Regions from separate parts of the Mus musculus genome. Here region 2 is linked to region 1. Evidence: chromatin contacts called from public Hi-C data. All regions are on one chromosome and are shown on one strand. Each heading gives the region's core, a stretch centred on a gene start, on an enhancer-like site or on the middle of the called end of the contact. The rest is flanking DNA. Distances are from core to core; before and after follow the strand shown.

The links. A called contact is a pair of places that touch in the nucleus more often than the background predicts.
Region 2: a contact with region 1 is called in a Hi-C map of cerebral cortex, with 1.7 times the contacts expected there. The contact joins two enhancer-like sites. A contact is called at or near these places in 14 of 484 Hi-C or Micro-C datasets (the HPC-7 cell line, cerebral cortex, embryonic stem cells and 2 more) and 1 of 115 datasets of contacts at active chromatin or transcription factors (cardiomyocytes).

Annotation. Positions count from the first base shown.
Region 1 is chr1:89,778,725-89,782,527 of GRCm38.p6, reverse strand. All of the region lies in intron 12 of Agap1 (ArfGAP with GTPase domain, ankyrin repeat and PH domain 1), which reads right to left. Among named protein-coding and RNA genes, the nearest start is that of 4933400F21Rik, 97 kb to the right of the region's middle. Within about 2 kb of position 1,662, at least 25 of the 459 cell types and tissues checked have an H3K27ac peak or open chromatin away from gene starts, as enhancers often do. A contact at or near this core is called in cerebral cortex, where this site is marked.
Region 2 is chr1:89,847,979-89,851,781 of GRCm38.p6, reverse strand. All of the region lies in intron 16 of Agap1 (ArfGAP with GTPase domain, ankyrin repeat and PH domain 1), which reads right to left. Among named protein-coding and RNA genes, the nearest start is that of Gbx2, 81 kb to the left of the region's middle. Within about 2 kb of position 1,726, at least 30 of the 459 cell types and tissues checked have an H3K27ac peak or open chromatin away from gene starts, as enhancers often do. A contact at or near this core is called in cerebral cortex, where this site is marked.

The DNA of each region.
Region 1 (3,803 bases), core at 413-2,912:
TTTGATATTTAAGGGTCAAAAAATCAAGCCGTTCTCTAGTTGATTTTTAGCTGAATGCAAGCTGCACAAAGTTTAAATTAATCTAGTGTACTTGGAAAGATAGAAAGGCAGGCTGAGCAGGGCACAGAGGTGGGAATGAAATCATTTCAAGAGATTCCCATTCCCTTCCAGCCTCGTCTCTTTTTACATAATCAGCCACAGCCATTTTTCAAGTTTGGTGCTTACAGCTGCTAAATTACAAAGAGTCTGTTTCCCAAGGAGGGCTGGCTGCCCTGGCTGAACCAGCCGGGGAGAGACCAGGCACATCGACAAGGAGAAAAACTCCAGAAGTTAATTAGATGTATGACTGCTCTTTGATAGCACGATTCCACTCACTTTTGGAAACTTAGCTATTTCTATAGAAAGTCACAAGGAGGAAAGAAGTGATGTCCCCGCTGCTTCGGAGGGAAGGCTAAGCCTGGGGTGTCCCTGTCCAGGGTCCTGAAGATGTCCAGATTTTTAGTTCTGTGCAAAACACACAAATTTGCCAAATATGCAAATACGTAGCCGCTTCCTTCCGGCCCAGCCTCTTAACTCCCACCTTCTGATGATACTACAGCATTGCATGGACCTGACCTACAGAAACACAGGCCTGGAAAGGACTCAAGCTCATTTTGACATTATGCCTCAAAGATTCAGGGTTACATGTCAAAGACATAAGCAACAGGACTCATTCTCTTTTTCAGCTCACAGGCTGGCATGACTATCTGCGACTGCTTACACATGCTTCAGTTTTAAGTCACAAATCAACACTTTCGTGCATTTAAACATCAGGGAAGTCTTTAAGGCATGAGCCCGCGAAAATAGCTTCTTACAGCACACTGGATGCACACTACTAAACTGCTTCTAAAAATCCAGAGCTCTCCCCACCAATGATTTTTGGGAGACAGTCAGGCTGTCATGTGACATGGTTCCAAAATAAGGGCAGTAAGAGACACAGTTCAAAATCCAGGTTGGCCCTGGGCTATGTTGCCATGGTTACAACATACAGTTTAATTTTAATTTCTTCCCAAGTGAAACAGCCAATCCTCAACTCCTGCTCTGGACCTGCCACACCTGTTCTCTTCTCTGCCTGGGCCAGGAGGACCCCCACCCCCATCCCCAAACACACAGGAAGAAGTAGCAACACATGGGCCTTCTGCCATGTGGCCAGTGAAGTACCAGATGGAATGGATGGACAGACAGACTCACTCTCTCACCAGCCAGGCTCTGCAGAGACCGCAATACACACAGCAAATAAAATAGGAGCTCCAGCCTGCAGCGCAGAGGTTCTAGGGAACAATATAATCCACACACAGCCTGCATTAGCGAGAGGGCAGTGACTGCTGCCTACTGAACCAAAGCCCAAGGTTGGGGAGACCTGGGATGGTTAGGGGTGACAACACTGCACCTCAGCCTCCCTCAGGCCTGAAGACTATGCAACACCTGCAGACAGTATTCTCTGATGACCACCATCCAGCAGGGTTAACCTCAAGATGTCCCAACCAGAGCTGTCACCAAACAGACACTGCTTCTACTAAAGAGTGGTTATTTCTTAGGGAAAGTCTTGGTAACTACTAGAGAGGCTCTTGGGAGATTTACTTTCAGAAATGCCATGACTAAAGCTGTGTGACTCACTGTGAGACAGACCACAGGCAGCGCCCGTTCCAGTTCTAGCAGCCATGGGGATGGGAGCCACCTCCCTTCTGCCTTGGTCTCACCTTCTGTGCCAGTCTCTTATGTATTAGTGTTCCCCTACTTGCTCTATGTTTCCATACAGATTTATTTGTCTATAGGTGTTCTGTTTGTATTTATGTGTGTCTGTGCACCATGCATGTGTGTGTCTGGTGTCAGAGGTCAAAAGAGAGGCATCAGATCCCCTGGCTGCTTACAGACTGGTGGCAGGAACTGAATCTGTGTTCTCTGGAAAAGCAAGCAGGGTCCTTAAGCACTGAACAATGTCTCCACCCTCCCCCCCCTTTATCTTATTTAATGTGACTGGTGTATAGAACAAAATCAAGTCTTTGCAGAAAATACCAATATACCCAGTATACCCACATGTAGCAGACTCACAGGTGAACATAAAACCCAGGACTTCTAACTACCAGTTGATTAATCTGCCTCCATGTCTTTACAGCCAGAGTAATAAGGGAAATAAATTGCCAACATATTATGATGATAAATTACAGCTTATTTTCCCTTGGGGGTTGCATGTAACCTTTTGTTATATTTGAAGCTAACTGTGGAAAACACCAGGGTATATTTTAAAAAAAAATGAAATCAAATGCTAATTTGTAAAATCCACTCTCCCCTTGTTGATACTCAAGGAAACATCACCTTGTAAACATCTATGAAGTTGGAAACCCCCCTGTGAGATTTCTCCTGAACAGGAGGCAGGCAGGTGGGTCATGAGGAGGGAGCCTCCTGGTTCCCAAGCCTTTGTTGAGGGTGGGTGGCATCCTGTAGACACAGCAGACAGATAACATCATGGTGTCCGGTGCCTCAAAAGGAAGGCCTGGCCACTTAAAAGATAGTCTTCATTCCCCAGCCTGTCTGCCACACCTGGACTCTGACAATCGGCTCAGTCAAGGGACAGAGGTTAGTTACCCAGTGGGCAGGACGCCCTGCCCTTCAATCTCTGCTCATAGGGATTGCTTTGAAGGTTTTTGGTTCCTCTTGGAACTAATCTATAGTGACCCTGAACAGACGGCCCTGTAGCTTAGCAATAAGAGTGGCTGAGTTGTGGGACAAGGCAGGTGAGGCTCAGCCTTAGAGAACCATAGCACTGATGACACTCAGGAAGGGTATGTGTGGGAACCACAGAGAACTGCTGATTTAACAGGGCCACCACCCCCCCCTGCCCACCCCCACCATGTGTGTGTATACACGCATGTTCAGACAGCTAGGACAGCTCTGTCTTGGGCCTGGGAAAGTTAGTGGAACAAAACCAATTGAGAATTATCAGTTGGAAAACAAAAACAGAAAAACTAGATGCACTGCCCTGGGAGCTGAGTCAGGGGGATGGCAGCCATGCCACAATGATATTCTGCCTAAACAAATCAAAAAAATTTGTAATGCAATAATACTCTTAGACTAATGCAGTCCTATTCTTCAGTGTGACGGATTGATGCCAAGACGCAGAGGCTCTTTAAAGTTTCATGGTTTATATCACTTGGCAAGATACCAGCTTTCAACATGTACTGTCTTTGAATGATATAAACAATTTTGATACAGGCATACTTCAAATATGCCATCTACACAGGGAATTTGTTCTATGAGATTAAGAAATGAGTAGGTGGAGACTCTGGCGATGACTCCTGAGCACCACACTCTTTGAATTCTGCTAAGGACGGTTTCTCACTCCACAGAGGTTGGTGCCAAGGCTTGGAGCCTGAGCAAGAGTCAGGTGAGTCTACCCCGGCTCTGACCCTGATGCTGCAGATGCATGCATCCTGGGACAGAGAGGTGGGGGATGGAGACTCGAGGGTCATTGTGCACTGGCAATTTGGTATGCTAATGGAGTCATCTGGTATGCTGGCCCGATTACATCAAACACAGCCAATGCGGAGCCCATGAGAAGATGAGCACCCTCCACCTGAGCTGCTGGATGAAGCCCACATTCCTGAAATGATTCAGTAGCAGCAGACAAGGGTGTCCTAGTGTCTCTTCCACCCCAGAATTGAGGATACAGAGGAGGTCTAAGACGTGGCTCTGGAGTTAAGACTTCTGCTCTTCAGGGAACTTGAGTTCAGTTCCCAGCACCCACAGGGTGTAGCTCACGACCA
Region 2 (3,803 bases), core at 477-2,976, 69 kb before region 1:
ATTTACATTTCAGGTAATGATCCTGATAGCAAGTAGATCTGTTAGAGGATGGTGGTCAGTTCTGGGGGAGAATGGTTTGGAATCAACTGGGCTAAGGATGGTGTCTGAGGATACAGGACATCCTGAGCTTGGACAGTACATCCAACAGGGCTGCTACAAGTGGATCAAATGTTACTGACACATGCTCCACCACCCTGAGGCCACTCCCTGGAATCTTAGCTGAAACTCTGAGGGAAAAGTCATACTTATTGCAAACTTTCTATTTAGTAGTGGTTGTAACTCTTGCTGGATGATTCTCTGGATATGTGGGGCCAGACTAACATGTGGCAAAGAACAGATAGTCCACAGGCAGGGCTATCGGCATTCTAATCATGCAAACAAAAGCTTACCTCCAGGGTTAAAGCATCTCTCTGCACTTTACCCCTGGGATGCTAGCTGCACAGGTCTGGGGTGCATCTCGAGGGTGTGTGCTTTTTAGATGGTACTGATGCTGCTAAGCCAGTGTACAGACACAGAGCAGAACACCGGTAACATTTTCCATGCACCCAGGAGAGAACACAGAGGCTACCTGTCTCTCTTACTAGCAGCATGCAGGATCCAGGAACAAAGTCCAGCGTACTTTCTAGATAAGAAACTTCATAAATATTGTTTTCTGTTAGCATTAAGTCTGCATGATTAAGTGGGTAGGTATAATGACTAGTTTCATTTTACAAAGGATCAAACACCCTGGCTTTGAAAACCAGAATCATAGAAGATGCTGAACTATGAATCCTCCGGCAGGCTCCACATTTCATCATATAGATACAACAGTGGGTGAAGAGCAGCCTCCACGTTTTTACAAAGGGAGTTGGGTCAGAGACACATGCAGAGGGAGGCCAGGGCAGGAACAGGGTGTAGCCATGTGGAACGCTTAGCCAGCACCTCTGCCGGGTGACCAGTGGCTCACGGTTCTCGGTTAAATTTTCTGCATGAGAACTTAAGATCAGTACCGGCTGTAGAGAATGCAGACTCCTGACTCCTGAGCAGAGGCTTGCCATGTGAGAGCAACCAGAAACAAACGGTTCCTCACTGTTTTTTCTTCCTTTACTGCTGTGAGGCTTTGAGAGTTTATTAGTGGGAAGGCACCGTGGACATATCACCATATAGAAGGAGCTTACTAATGCCCACACCCAGACATAGGACGGACAGCTAAGGACAGAGAAACCAAGTGCAAACCTGGCTGGGCTGAGTCACGGCCACTGCTAACACCACAGTGTCTCTAGCTGCGGTGTGGATGTGATCTCTCCTGAGCTGCAGAGCTGAGAAGGAACAGGTACAGAAGGACTAAGGGCAGCGCCAGGAGTCGGGTTTGCAAACCACAGGCCATAGGGTCTCTGTGCTCAGAAAAAGTAGACAGGGCTCTGGGGACACCGGGGAAGTTCTTCCTCCTGCCCTTCCGTGATGGACACAGGGAGAGGAGCATTTCCTATGTGGAACCACAAAACTGCATTGAAAGACATGAGCCTTTGGAGTATATGGCTGGTGTGTAATTCAAGCCTAAAACAGTTAAAACCTTTCTGTCCCCTTCCTCCACAAGCTCTCCCAAGTGGACAGAGGCTCAACTGGCCGAGGTGCCCGAGAGGCATCCTCCAGCCATGATTGCAAATCTTAACACCCAGAAGCTCCTCAACTGTTTCCATGGATACACTTCGGAGAGGCAACAACACAGATTTCCAACCCAAGATGCTCTCTCTGGCAGCCAGGCTGGCTTCCAGCTCATACTGGCTTCCCACAGCCATCAGACAAATAAGCAGGCTTCTGGGGAGCGGCATAAGAAACCCTGCATACCACCCTGTCCAAAGGCGAATGCCAGTCAGGCATCTTCTGTAAACGGAAACCCTTTATGGTTCCGCTTAGAAGATTCTTCTTCCAACTACCCTTCCCATGATAGGGGCTGGTCTGTTCGGGGCTTGTCAGAAGCTCGCTGTCCAAGCACAAATCTCCTCCAAGCTGCCTGGCCTCGCTCGGCTCTGTGCCTTGTCACTGTAATCTATAGGTATTATTTCTAAGGCACTGTTAATGCACTCCTCATCTGTACATTTTCCTAATTGGCTTAATACTTATAGTGGAATCTTTGGGATCCGGGCCAGTGCTCTAGTAAACTCACGCATATTTAGTAATGTGCTAATGAGGCCCCGTCCAGTCAGGAAGGGCTGCCCCGAGAGTTATGGCACTTTCGGTCGGATTCCAACTTGGCTGCTAAGAGAAGTTGCTAAATATCTTAAGTAAAAGCAGAGGTTCCCCAGGCAGCTGTTGGGTCTGCAGAGCCGTGGATGTATAAACTTTATTGGCAGTAAATGTCACTCCTCTGAGTAGATGCGTGCCCGCAGAGCCTCGGCTCCTTGGGAGTCTGGCCATGCCGGGGCTGGTGCCGGACACACAGGGGACAAGGAGGGTGGCCTTACTCTGTGGTTGGAGCTGGGGCACGGCCGCCGACAGGCACGCGGTGGTGACAGAAATTCACTCTGAGTTGCAATTAGTGGCACTGTCATTTTCGGGGGCTCCTGCCAATTAATTAAGGCTGTCAAACAGAAAAACCACAGCGTTCACATGGTAATTTATATTGGAAGAGACAACCCTCAGGAGCACAGCGGCTTCCTCCACAAACAGATTTCTCCCTCAGAGCACTGAAATAAACACGGGAAAAATAACCGAGATAAAAGATGTGCGTCGCGTGCACGCGTGCGAAGGGGTCTGCGTGGGCAAAGCAGAAAGTTAAACTGCCCTTGTTATAACTGTTAACTCTGGTCGCCAGAGAAGACAGGCTGATTAAAACTCCAAACGAGCCCCCAGCTCCCTGAACCCTCTGCGTCCAGGATGATAGAATCAGAGGAGTTTATTCATGCCATTAAGCCCCAGAGAACTTAATTGAAAGAAGAGCACAGCCCGGACCTTGACAAGCGGGAGGTCACAGTAATTGCTGCCGGACATATTTAACATTAAGATAATCAGGCCATTAATTACCCTTCGGATCATTAAATCAGCCAGTTGCAAAATGAAATTTCTGCCTCTATTACTCACTTGAGAGACCACAGGGGTGGCCTTTAATTTATCAGGGAGCGTGAGCTACAAAGGCTGGGGCTGGGGGAGGGCAACCGGGGAGGGGGCTCCCCCACAGGCACGCTGTGGCAGTGGTGGCCGGGCAGGCATCAATCCGCCATGCTTGGTGATCGTGGCAAATTAACTAGGTAAGATCACCTCCCCGTGCAAAGGCAGAAGCTGGGGTATGTAAATAGATGAGGGCAGACAGGGAGCGCAGAGTGTGCACACCACTTAGGAAGATAATAAAGGGAATCAGCCTTGATTATCAGTGCTAATTTGGACACTGCCGGTAGCTTGTTATGCGTGTTCTGAGTAGCATTTAATTAATTCAATTGCTTGTTAATGAGGGAAGTGACATGTGGGGAGCAGATGCCACCCAACTGCAGATGGACTCTGGTCAGCCCAGCAAAGGCCTTTTTTCCGTCTCCGATCCCCCCCTTCAGTTTTTCTTTCTTTTTTCTTTTTTTTTTAAGAAAGAGAATAGAGAGAAGTGTCCAGCATAGAGGAACACTCAAAAGACACAAAACATTGACCTCAGCAGGCCAAGAACTGTTGAAAAATAATCAGACGAGACAATCCCGGGGCCGCGTGGGCAGTCATGTCCCTGAGGCCACATTTAGAACAGCGCATCTTTATGCCAGAAATTTGAGCCTGAGATTACTATATTGTGATCCTATGATCAAACCTAACAAGACAAAGACGTGGCCAAGTGGGGCTGCTTT